Linked DNA regions of Bicyclus anynana: region 2 is linked to region 1. The links are chromatin contacts, called in public Hi-C maps. All regions are on one chromosome and are shown on one strand. The core of a region is the stretch at or near the end of the contact, and the rest is flanking DNA. Distances in the headings are between cores, read along the strand shown.

Region 1 (5,834 bases), core at 1,008-3,507:
TGTACGACCACTGTTTGGAAGCGCTGTCTGAGTAAACTGAATCTTCAGCGTCTGAAGAAGATCTATCGTGGTCGCTGTAATAATGATGTCGGTCAGACACAACAGAGGATGGCGAAACGGGTGGTGAAAACGTGGGTCTTTCTGGTACTTGAATAGTCAAAGGCTCTGACGTAATCAGCCTCGATAAATGTCCGACCAGATTCTGACTCACTTTCGAATCTAAGTCAGGAACTGACATTATAAATCTGCATGCTTCCGCAGCACACTGTCCAAACCCCGCTTGGAACTTCTTCGCTTCTATAACGGGATCTTTAGGCCTGTGCAACTTTGTGAGGTGATTAACAGTTAACTCAAGGATATCTGCCTTTTCCAACTTGCTCAGGTTGTCGTCATCGATCTGGGGACAAAAATAAAATAGATTGAACTAAAGGGCAGGTGCGTCTCATGTTACGGGAGTTAAACGTCACATTAATATAACTGTTGCCCTGTTTATTAACGGACATTTAAGCTTGCTTCCAGTTTGCTACGGTCTCGCTGTAAATAGGCTCTCGGATAAACAAAAGGACAACCGGTCCTTGATATAAATAAATGGCGTGCGAACGTAAGATGGATTGCGCTTTGACGACTCGAGTAAGTGTTTTTTTAATAAGTTTACATAAATTACGGCTGTCTCCGCTAATGGGCAGTAAGAATTTTGAATTGTTGTTAACTTTTGTATTGGAATTATTTAAGTTTTTGAATTGAGCTTTATTGTTTCACTAGTGGAAGCCTGCGGCTCGTTTCATATGAGATTCTGTTTTTAACAAATCCCATGTTAAGTATAGATTTTCCGAAATAAAAAGTAGCTTAAGTTCTGTTTCAAGATCCAACTTATCTCCATACCAAAACTCATTAAAAACGGTTAAGAGATGAAATGTATTAAAATACTTCCGCATTTAGGTATATCTAATATTCGTTTGTCTTAGTTAAATACATAGAATATGCATACTTAATGGATCATATTCATTTTATTTTACAATCATTGCAAAATCTTCGTAAACGTTGAAGATGACTTGTACAATAAAAATGGCGTCTCAGGTAAAAATTCCAAGGGACATAAATAATGCGCTATTGTTACATTCCCGTCAGTCCGTCCCATTTAATTTTACCTTATATTTGAAAAACTAACAATATGATCTCTACAACACAACACTAAATGTATATAATGCTTATTTCTAAAATTAGGTAGGTAGGTATACCTAAATATGAAAGTCTTATCTTGAATTATAATCACATATTTAGCAAACACTGAGATTCGCGTAGCAAAGTTTCCCTTTATTATGCTTCAAAAAAATTTGTAATCTTCAAATTCATTATTTTTAATAAGAAACATTTCAACTCCATTATTTGTTAGAACATTACAATCATTATATTCCCCCAATAAAGCTTAAACTATAATCTATAAAACTGCTATTTTCTAGTATTTATTAACCTTAGCTTTATGGTAATAGGGGTCGGACTGAACACCTAAAGATCATAGGTTCGAAACCATCCTGTTACACCAGTATAGCATTCAATTCTATGTCTTTACGACTAGTTAGAAAAATTAATATTGGTTATATTTAAAAGATATATAGAATAAACATATCATAGTATAGAAATGCATATATTGAAATAACTTACCTCTAAAGCCCCGACCATGAGATCTTTTAGCTCGTCGAGACATCTATTGATTCGCGCTCGTCGCTTCCTCTCGAGCAAAGGCTTCGTTATTTTCTTGTATTTCGCCGTCTTCGACAAAGGCGCCGGATCCATTTTATTTACCTGACAACACAGTAATTTATTATTAATTATTAACCTTAATTATAATCACTATTAAATTCCAAATTCCTCAGGGAGTTATTTTTTATACTTAACAAATTCAGCTCTTAAAAATGTATTAAAAGTTGTTAGGCTACTTTTTGGAGCGCGTCTTTAAATACGTCTATAACACTTACAATATTAAAATTCACTGATATAAAATACGACAACGATTATAATTTATCAAAAGTGAAAAACCTTTAAATATATGCACTGATCGAGTTCATTCAGATATAAGTTTGTATAGAAATTTTAGTGAGCTAACCTTGTTACAAACACGTCGATATTTTAAATGTTCCGTTTAGTTCTACGTACGACACGCGCGTCGCCGACCGAGGTTCGAGTGGTACTGCCTGAAAAAAGCCTTCCCTTCACCCTCCCCGCGTCCCGTGCCTCCCGTCCCATCCCTGCCATTCATAGCCACGTGTGGTCATGGGATCAATTTACCGTGCGTGTCTCCTGAGCGCTGTTTGGGGTACCCATAAAATAGCTTTGAAGGAGTTACTGTCTTGGGTTTAGCGTTCTTTTTTTTTTGTAGATTTGGACATGCCCTTGTTATATACCTAGTATAATATAAATAGCCTTTCTTGATGAATAATGTTTACCAACAAACAAATTAGAAATGAGGGTATAAATCAGTCATTTCACACCTAATAATAATTATAATTAACTAGTTCGTAAATGAATGAAAATAAATTTGATTAGTAAGCTTTAACCAATTAGATATGGTTAATATAATTTATATAACATTTTATAAGCAAACCGTACATAATTTAAAATAAATAAGTTATGAAATGACATGCGTTTTCTAATTTCATTTTTAATTTTTTTGTTGGAAACACTCATCAAGAAAGGTTGTAGTATAGTTTTTAAAATAACCTGTTAAAGGTAGTTAAATAATTTTAAATTAAGAATATGTTCAATACATAGCAAAAGTTTAAAAAATATTAAATAAAACAAAAAAAAAGTAAAACATTTAAAAACCCCTTTAACATTTTTTTTTTTGCATTTCCTGACACAGATTAGGTACATAAAGTACGTACTTATGGACCTACTTATTAGTCATCAATGATTTAATTCGATTTCCCAGGTTACTTAATATACTTACCCAAACAAACATTTTGAGATTTTCTATTTTAGTCAAAGGAAGACAATTATCATAATGATTTGATATCTATACCTAAATATCACGTAAATTAACTTCATCGGACATCGTTCAAGTAATCTTTAACCCAATAACACATTGTAACACCTTAGTGGGCACGTGAATATACGTTCACGTGTAATGTCATGTCAACCTCGTATAAGCCGCGTAGTTCCTATACCAGTTGGAATACGGGAATAAAATGTAGCCTATTTTAATCCCTGATAAGAATTTTTCAAATCAATGCAGTAGTTTATTCGTTACATACAAAAATACAAATATTTCATCTATAGATATCAGTGTTGAAAACTTTCTGTCGCATATGTAAACCCAATAAACTCTAAAACAATTAATTGTATTGATTTTCCTGCTGTTTTCAATTTCATGAATTATTTACGTATATTTTGGTGCTTTTTGCTTTATATATGTACTTATTTCATTTTAGTGGCTGAAAATTACTTATGAAAATGTCGGAAAAAGGCATGAAGTCATGTCTGGAGGCTTCCGTGCAGGCTCAATAAAACTCCGTATACTTAGTAGTTAAAATCTACATTAAACTAAATAATAACATCGATTTTTGAAACAAAGTAATTTTTATAAAAGGCAAGTAAATATTAAGATTATTTTGTTACCTACTAGGAAGTACCTAGTCCTATGTAAATTTAAAAACCGTTAGCACACTATATAAACCTTTTGTAAAAACAAAAATATTACTGCTTTTATTGCTGTGCCTGAGCAATAATATCTATGTCGGTGAAGCCTTTTTTTTTAAAAATAACCGTAAAATAATTGCCAAACATAAATATTTTATGACACCTCCACCCTAAACTGATTACCGCAGTTAAATAAAAACAAATCACCCGTAATTACACAAATGTCTGTAAACGTTTAACGAATGACAGTAGAGTAGAAAGAGGTATTCGATTTTCAAAACGGTTTTAAAATCTAAGAGGCCGCTTTACTTTGGCGGCGTGCTGCGTCAAAGGACAAAAGGCAACAAAAAAGCTTAACAAATGAATGCAAGAAAGGAGGCACAAGTTTAAATTGGTCCTCGGTTTTTTTTAGCAGGTAGAAATTAGCGCGCGCCGACCCGAATTCTCAAATAGCCTGTGCCTGTGCTGTGTTAAAAGTTTAAAACTCTATGGGATAATAGAATTAAATGTTGGGGTACTTATTTAAATTAATTGTTTATTGTTTTTATTTATTTTAAAATTGTTCAATGGCTTCGACGATATTATTATTTTATTGGTAATTTATGATTACCTATTAAATTCATTTACGTAATTGTTGTTAGTGTTAAATTTTGAAATAAAAATGATGAAAAAAGTTTGTATATGCGGATGTCAAGGAGACGAATGACGAAACTTATAAAAAATTAGCAGACTCCCGCGACTTCGTCCGCGTAGAATTCAGTTTTCGCAAATCCCGCGGGAACTTGACGGCCTCCGTGGCGCAGTGGTATGCGCGGTGGATTTACAAGACGGAGGTCCTGGGTTCGATCCCCGGCTGGGCAGATTGAGATTTTCTTAATTTGTTCAGGTCTGGCTGGTGGGAGGCTTCGGCCGTGGCTAGTTACCACCCTACCGGCAAAGACGTACCGCCAAGCGATTTAGCGTTCCGGTATGATGCCGTGTAGAAACCGAAAGGGGTGTGGATTTTCATCCTCCTCCTAATAAGTTAGCCCGCTTCCATCTTAGACTGCATCATCACTTACCATCAGGTGAGATTGTAGTCAAGGGCTAACTTGTAAAGAATAATTATAATAATAAATAAAAAAGAACTTTATTTTTTTTCGGGATAAAAAGTAATTTATGTGTTAATCCAGTCTATAATCTATATCTATTTCAAATTTGAGTTAATTCGGTAGTTGCGGCGTGAAAGAGTAACAAACATTCATACCACCAAAATCGACAGATTTTTGCAAATCTCAGAAAACCATGTGTTTAATATCTATTTATATTCCAAATATCAGCCAAATCGGTTCAGTAGTTGCGGCGTTAAAGAGTAACAAACATCCAAACACAACTTTCGCGTTTATAATATTAGTAGGATTAATATTAAATATTTAATAATCATTAGATAAAAGCACCGTTACATAAAACCACCATTCGCCCTTCATAATGCTTTTTTCTTTTTATTAAGTGGTCAAGATAAATTCAACGCGCCCACGGCGGTATAAAATCGTTCAACAATAACATTAGTAGGTACATCACTACTTCCTGTGCATACAAAGCTTACTGTGTAATGCGATTGTTTTGTCTAGCACAGAAGGATGTGGAGTCGGTGATGATAACTAGGTATAGACTAAACAATAGGTATAAGACTGCCTACTAAATACATTTCAATTCTAAGTATAGCCGACTACCCGACGCCGCGCGGTTTCACCCGCGTGGTTCCCGTTCCCGTAGGAATTAGGAGATAATATATAGCATATAGCCTTCCTCGATAAATGGGCTATCTAACACTGTAATCATTTTTCAAATCGGACCAGTAGTTCCTGAGATTAGCGCGTTCAACCAAATTAACAATTTCAAAAGAGCAACTGTTGAGTTTCTTGCCGGTATCTTCTCAGCAGAACCTGCCTTCCGAACCGGTGGTAGAATCTTTACAAATAGTCAACTGACGTGTCAAAAGTGCTTGTAAACTGAGCCTACTTGAAATTTTGAATTAACTCTTCAGCTTTATAATATTAGTACCCATAGAGAGTCCAGTGGCAGCTTAGAGGAATTAGAAATGGAGATACTCTCACTCACGTTCACCAACAAAATTATTTGTCGTTTTTTGAGGGCGACAAGCTAAACTCACACATCGAAAATATATCGGTTTTTTTATTTTTCAAGCTTTGTACGCG
Region 2 (5,834 bases), core at 2,490-4,989, 280 kb after region 1:
TGTTTTCCTTTACGGTTTGATACACGTGATATTTATTTTTTTTAAATGCACACAACTGAAAAGATGGAGGTGGAGGCATGCCCGGGACCGGATTCGAACCCACACCCTCCGGAATCGGAGGCAGAGGTCATATCCACTGGGCTATTACGGCGTAATTTATGATAACATTGAATAATTGTAACGAAAACAATACGGAGCGATAGTACCACAATTTTTGGCATTTGGCACAATGGATGCTCATTGAAAATACCTTAATTTCCTTCACGATCTTCTTAGCGGCGAGCATGGTCTCTATTTGCTGGTCGAGGTCGCCCTCCACGTCCTCGTCGTCGGAGTCCTGCAGCCCCAGCGCCGCCTTCTGGTACTTCTTGCGCTCCGTGGCCGCCTGCGCTTCTGATTCGTCGAACTTGAACCCTAAGGCATAGACATTCACCATGGTCAACAGATAATATATAACCTAAAAAATATTAAAAATTAAAAAAAAAACAGTAACAAAAGACAGTTTCTTTTTTTATTATTTATGTGTGTTCATGCTAATGTTAAAAACAATGAATTTTTGTGAGTTTCATAGATGCACCGATCTATAGACGATTGTTGTAGATAGTTGTGATTTTGGACATGAATCAGCATTTTCAATAAAAGGAACAAAACATAGGTTACGAGAAGAGAGAAGGGATTGAGCAACTTTAAAAAAAAGTAGCGGTTAGTAGCGCCATCTCACGTATCGAAATTGCTTTACTCCATATGCTTCTACTAGTAACTTCACAGTAAGTATGCTGTTATATATGTATAGATAGACTAAACGAATTCAGCGTTGGGTTTGTGTCGTAGTTTTGTGGTGGTACTACAGGTGGCGCTTGTCGACTACATTCTTCGTAACACATTCACAAACTTACGCCTACTTCTAAGATGGTCTTGGCAGTGTGCGTAATAAAGTTTTACAACTTGCTTAGAAAATGCTTAGGCAATCCACTGAACGAAGTACATACTTGTAGAATCGCTTATCAAAGAAGATGGTCCAAAATTGTATGGAGCTCAAGTCCAGTCAATGAACCCTAGCGGAAATAAAAGGAAATATTTTTTTTTAACTATTTTTGATTACACAAATCTACGAATTTATTTTAATTATTTCGAAATAATATTCATTATCTCCCAAGAAATGCAACACTAATACGGGTAATAATGGCGGATTGATGACGTTTTCAATGCAGTAATCGATTTGACGTTTGCTGTCAATTGTCATGTCATAGTTGCTTTAAGGGCTCCATCTTGATATTACTCAAAAACTTGGGTTTTAATTTTATTTATTTCTTTTTATTTAGTTACATTTATTCACTTTAATAAATCACTAAAATACTTGTATTTTTTAAATTTTAATGATATGGGGTACAAGAGTGGACCTGAAATGGACCATCTCTTTTCCCACTGAATCCGCCGCCTGTGTGAATCTTCTTGCCGTCCTTCTCCTGCACCTCTTAGCACGTGTCCCACATCTGACACAGCTCGCACAGCGTGGCAGTCCTGCTACAGCGTAAGAAAGATTGTTGCTCACCTTTTCCACTGAAGCCGCCGCCCGTGTGCACCTTCTTGCCGTCTTTCTCCTGCGCCTCCTCGTACGTGTCCCACATCTGACACAGCTCGCACAGCGTGGCAGACCTGCTACAGCGTAAGGAAGATTGTTGCTCACCTTTCCCACTGAAGCCGCCACCCGTGTGCACCTTCTTGCCGTCCTTCTCCTGCGCCTCCTTGTAGGTGTCCCACAGCTGGCGCAGCTCGGGCGGCGGCGGCGTGCCCGCCAGCTCGAACGCGCGCAGCACGTCGCCCGCGTAGCGGCCCTGCTCCGGCGTCAGGAACGTCCACGCGTAGCCCTTGTTGCCGGCGCGCCCGGTCCGCCCGCATCTGTATACAACGACAGTTTCACAATTTCATTGATATTTACCATTCATTGCGCTGGACTGACCAAGTGAAACCCGCTCTAAATGTATCACCCCTCGATTTCTCCACGATGTCATCATCAGATCCTGACATGAAAAGAATGGGACCACCCTGGAAGTAAACCCTTCAAAAAAAGAATTTTCAAAATCGGTCCATAAATGACGGAAATATCGCTGGACATACATAAAAAAAAACATACTTACAACCGTACGTAGAACCTCCTCCTTTTTGGAAGTCGGTTAAAAAGTACAAAGACATAGGCAAGATTAACAGCAAAAGTATGGCTCTGCTGCCCTAATCTCAGACAACTAAAAGTGAGGCTTCTAAGATGCGTGCTGCCATCTACAGGCATAGTGAAACAGTGTTTGTTATTTTAAACTACCAGTAGATGGTGTTCTAAGAGAACTTTGAAACAATCCCTTTTTGTACGCTTCAAGAACCTGTTGCGATGCAGTTATGCCTGAGGCTCATAGATGGCGCTTTGTTTTTTATATTAGAAAGAAGTTCCACTTCAATCGTATGGTCTAAAGAAAACAAGGAGGGTGAAAACTTCCTCCTTGTTTTCTTTGAGATAAAGGTAAAAAGTTTGTACTGCTCAGTCACCAAATATTTTTCATTAGTCTATGCTACATTACCTTTCCTCAGTAATCTCTGTCCACACTAACCTGTGCACGTAATCCTCGTAGTGATTGGGACAGTCGTAGTTGACGACCAGCACCAACTGTTTGACGTCGAGCCCGCGCGCCGCGACGCTGGTGGCTACCAACAGCTTCACCTTGCCAGACTTGAAGTCAACGATCGTCGAGTCCCTGTCGAATTGATCAATACCTGTAACAGGCCACTATTAATATATTCGTCTCTTTTAACACAGTATTGATTTGGTATACTGCCTCCTTTTATAATTAAAACAGAAATAAGGAATGACATTCTTTTCAGTAATCATTTATTTTTAATATACTCTTTGCAGGGAAGAGCACAGGTGTCTATAATACAAGTTCTTTCTTAGTTTAGATACCTGTTACTCATCCATGAATTATAATGTTAAGCTATTTTTCCCTATTATGTTACAGTTTTATAGAGAATAAACGATTAATATTATTATTAAATAAAATATTTTGTTTCCTATCTTTAAAATTGGCGCAGTCGGTAGGACTTTTTAAAAATTAAAAGAAATAATATATTTCTAATTATTGCTATTTGCATTCTTCTTGACAGTCGTTTGAAACCAATGTAAATAATCACAAAATAGTTTCACGAAGTTATGGCAAAATAAGTTATTTAAAACTAATAATTAAATTTAATTTCGCAAAATTTTTTTATGGAGGCAGTACACACTTTCACAAATTTTATAAATGTCACGCAAATATGTCCCCTCTGTACACGAACAGAAGCTGAAATAAAAATTGATCAGTTTTAGTAAGGTTTTCTATATTTCCGTCTCTAAAATATCTATGTAAAAATACAATACAGATATGTAAATCACAGCATATTAAAATAAGAGTGTAAATGTAATCAGCCTAATAAATAATCTAATATTAATAAGCACATATTGCTTTTGATGACTAAGTTATGTAATTTGCCCATCTACTATGTCGCTTTCGGCGACTAAGTTACATAGTTTGCCTATAGATGACGCTTTCGACGACTCAGTTGTATAGTTTGCCTCTAGATGTCGCTTTCGGCGACTCAGTTATGTAGTTTGCTTGTAGAAGACGCATTCGACGACTCACTTCTGTAGTTTACCTATAGATGTCACTTTTGGACGATTAAGTTACATAAAATGGCTATAGATGTCGCTTCCGACGGCTCAGTCGCGTAGTTTGCCCATAGATGTCGCTTTCCAGTACTTAGTTATGTGATTTGCCTATAGATGTCGCTTTCGATGACTCGTTTATGTAATTTGTTTAGAATATCGCTTTCCAATTAACTAATTATGTACTTCAAAACAATAACGACTTACCCCCATGTAAACTCATGCAAGAATACGACGCCTTCATCAGATCCTTGAGGAGGCTGTCAGCGTTTTCCTGTTTGTCAACAAAGACAATGATACTGCCCATCTGACTGTACAGCCCCAACAGTTCTAGAAGCTTAAAGAACTTCGCGTCATCTTCTAATATGGCCACGTGTTGTTCTACTTCCTTGCACACTACGCTGCGGCCACCCACCTACAATAAAATATTGTACTAATTTGAATCATCTTTGAACTAAAAAGTTAGTACCTAGTTAGCTAAAAACTAGTAGTATAAACTAAGTAAACTTGCTCAAACTTAAAACTTAAAGTTAGCAAAATTCAAATAAATATATTTTTGGACCACAAAGTATTTTTTTTTTCAAGGAGTAAAGAACCTTATATATAAATATATAGAAATGAAATGCTGTTAGTTAGTCAACTCGAGAAACTCGAGAAAAGCTGAACGGATTTATCTTATCTTGGTCTTGAAATGTTTGTTGGGGTTTAGGAGTAGGAAAGAATAAGCGAAGCTAGTGAAAATATTTGTTTTTTAGGTTGGAATTTCCTTAATATCCAATTTTAATGGAGGTTTCGTCTATTAGCCTATGACCCACTTCCTTGTGGTGGACCATTCATATACAATAAAAGGTTTCCTTATCAAGGCCCTTTATAAGAGAGAGGATTTGGAGCCTACATTGTAGAAGGAAAAACGTAGTCTAGTATTTATTATTGCTTCAGATGTTTATGGTTATGTGCCGTGCTGACCAAGGATTCTACGGGAGGTTGTTTAGTTCTGTGCAAGTCACACCTAAGTCGGCCGATGTCCATGGGGACTTTTCCTCCACGCACAAAAAAACAAACAGGTCTTTGTCTATGGTGTACCTGAACTTCAATAGGTTTCTGCAGAATTCGCCTCGCGAGCGCTTCCATCTGCCGCGGGAAGGTAGCACTGAACATCACGGTTTGTCGGTCGGGTCGCACGTTGTCGATTATCTTCATCACCTAATTAAACAAAACGTTACACATTTAACGTTATTATGTAACTCGGTTTACGATTCAAGTAATCTGTAACTATATCGTTTTTCATCGTATTTTGCAATCATCTAACATTGTGTTTTCAACGAAATGACACAATAAAAAATCATGTGAGATGATCATAGAAACAAAATAACGGTACCACTTAATGAAAAATGGTGCATTTAAGGTTATTTTTTTAAAATTTGAACGGTACACCGAGATACATAATGGGCCTGCAGTTCGGTTCAATGTCGTTGGTCCACCAAGTAGGGATTCAATCCTATACAGTTCATTGATATCTAAATATATAAAAGTCACTGAAATATCGAGAACCGCTAGACGTATAAAGATAAAAGGCAGTGAGGTAGTTTAGAGTTAATAGATGTCCGTTGAGAAAGGATTATGCAGAACTATTGAATAGTAGGTTCACCGCTGACCTGCGGCTCAAAGCCCATGTCGAACATGCGGTCGGCTTCGTCCAGCACGATGTAGGTGACACGGCGCAGGTTGGTGACGCGGCCCGAGTTGGCGGCCAGCATGTCGATCATGCGACCAGGCGTACACACTATCATCTCGGCGCCGCGCTTCAGCTCCGCTATCTATGACGAAATATATTATGTATCCATTGACCTCTACGGTGCAAGTGGAAGGACATAAGAGGAGAGGAAGGCAAAACGAAGAGATGGTTGGATTGTGTTAAAGAGGACATGTGTGTAAAAGAAGTGGAAGGCAAAAGGAGAGATGGTTGGATTGTGTTAAAGAGGACATGTGTGTAAAAGGAGTGGATGATGAGTTGACGAGTAACAGAGACGAATGCAAAAGATTGACATATTTTTCCTACCCCACTTAAGTGGGATAAAGGTAACACGATGATGATGACCTCTTATAATAAAAGGATGCACAATCATGTAGAAAAATTCACTTAAAA

What was found. Hi-C and Micro-C count contacts between places; a contact is called where the count stands out from the background.
Region 2: a contact with region 1 is called in a Hi-C map of whole larva, with 3 times the contacts expected there. The contact joins the enhancer-like site here to the promoter of LOC112051896 in region 1. A contact is called at or near these places in 2 of 2 Hi-C or Micro-C datasets (whole body and whole larva).

Annotation. Positions count from the first base shown.
Region 1 is chr19:4,477,101-4,482,934 of ilBicAnyn1.1, forward strand. It overlaps LOC112051896 (hairy/enhancer-of-split related with YRPW motif protein 1), which reads right to left and starts at 2,258. Exons shown (of 3, transcript XM_024090731.2): 1 at 2,105-2,258; 2 at 1,663-1,803; 3 at 1-397. The coding sequence starts at 1,794.
Region 2 is chr19:4,754,507-4,760,340 of ilBicAnyn1.1, forward strand. It overlaps LOC112045235 (probable ATP-dependent RNA helicase DDX46), which reads right to left. Exons shown (of 18, transcript XM_024081340.2): 10 at 5,344-5,505; 11 at 4,772-4,891; 12 at 3,896-4,103; 13 at 2,601-2,763; 14 at 1,688-1,899; 15 at 251-414. Among protein-coding and RNA genes, the nearest start is that of LOC112045235, 9.5 kb to the right of the region's middle. Within about 2 kb of position 3,740, at least 6 of the 8 cell types and tissues checked have open chromatin away from gene starts, as enhancers often do.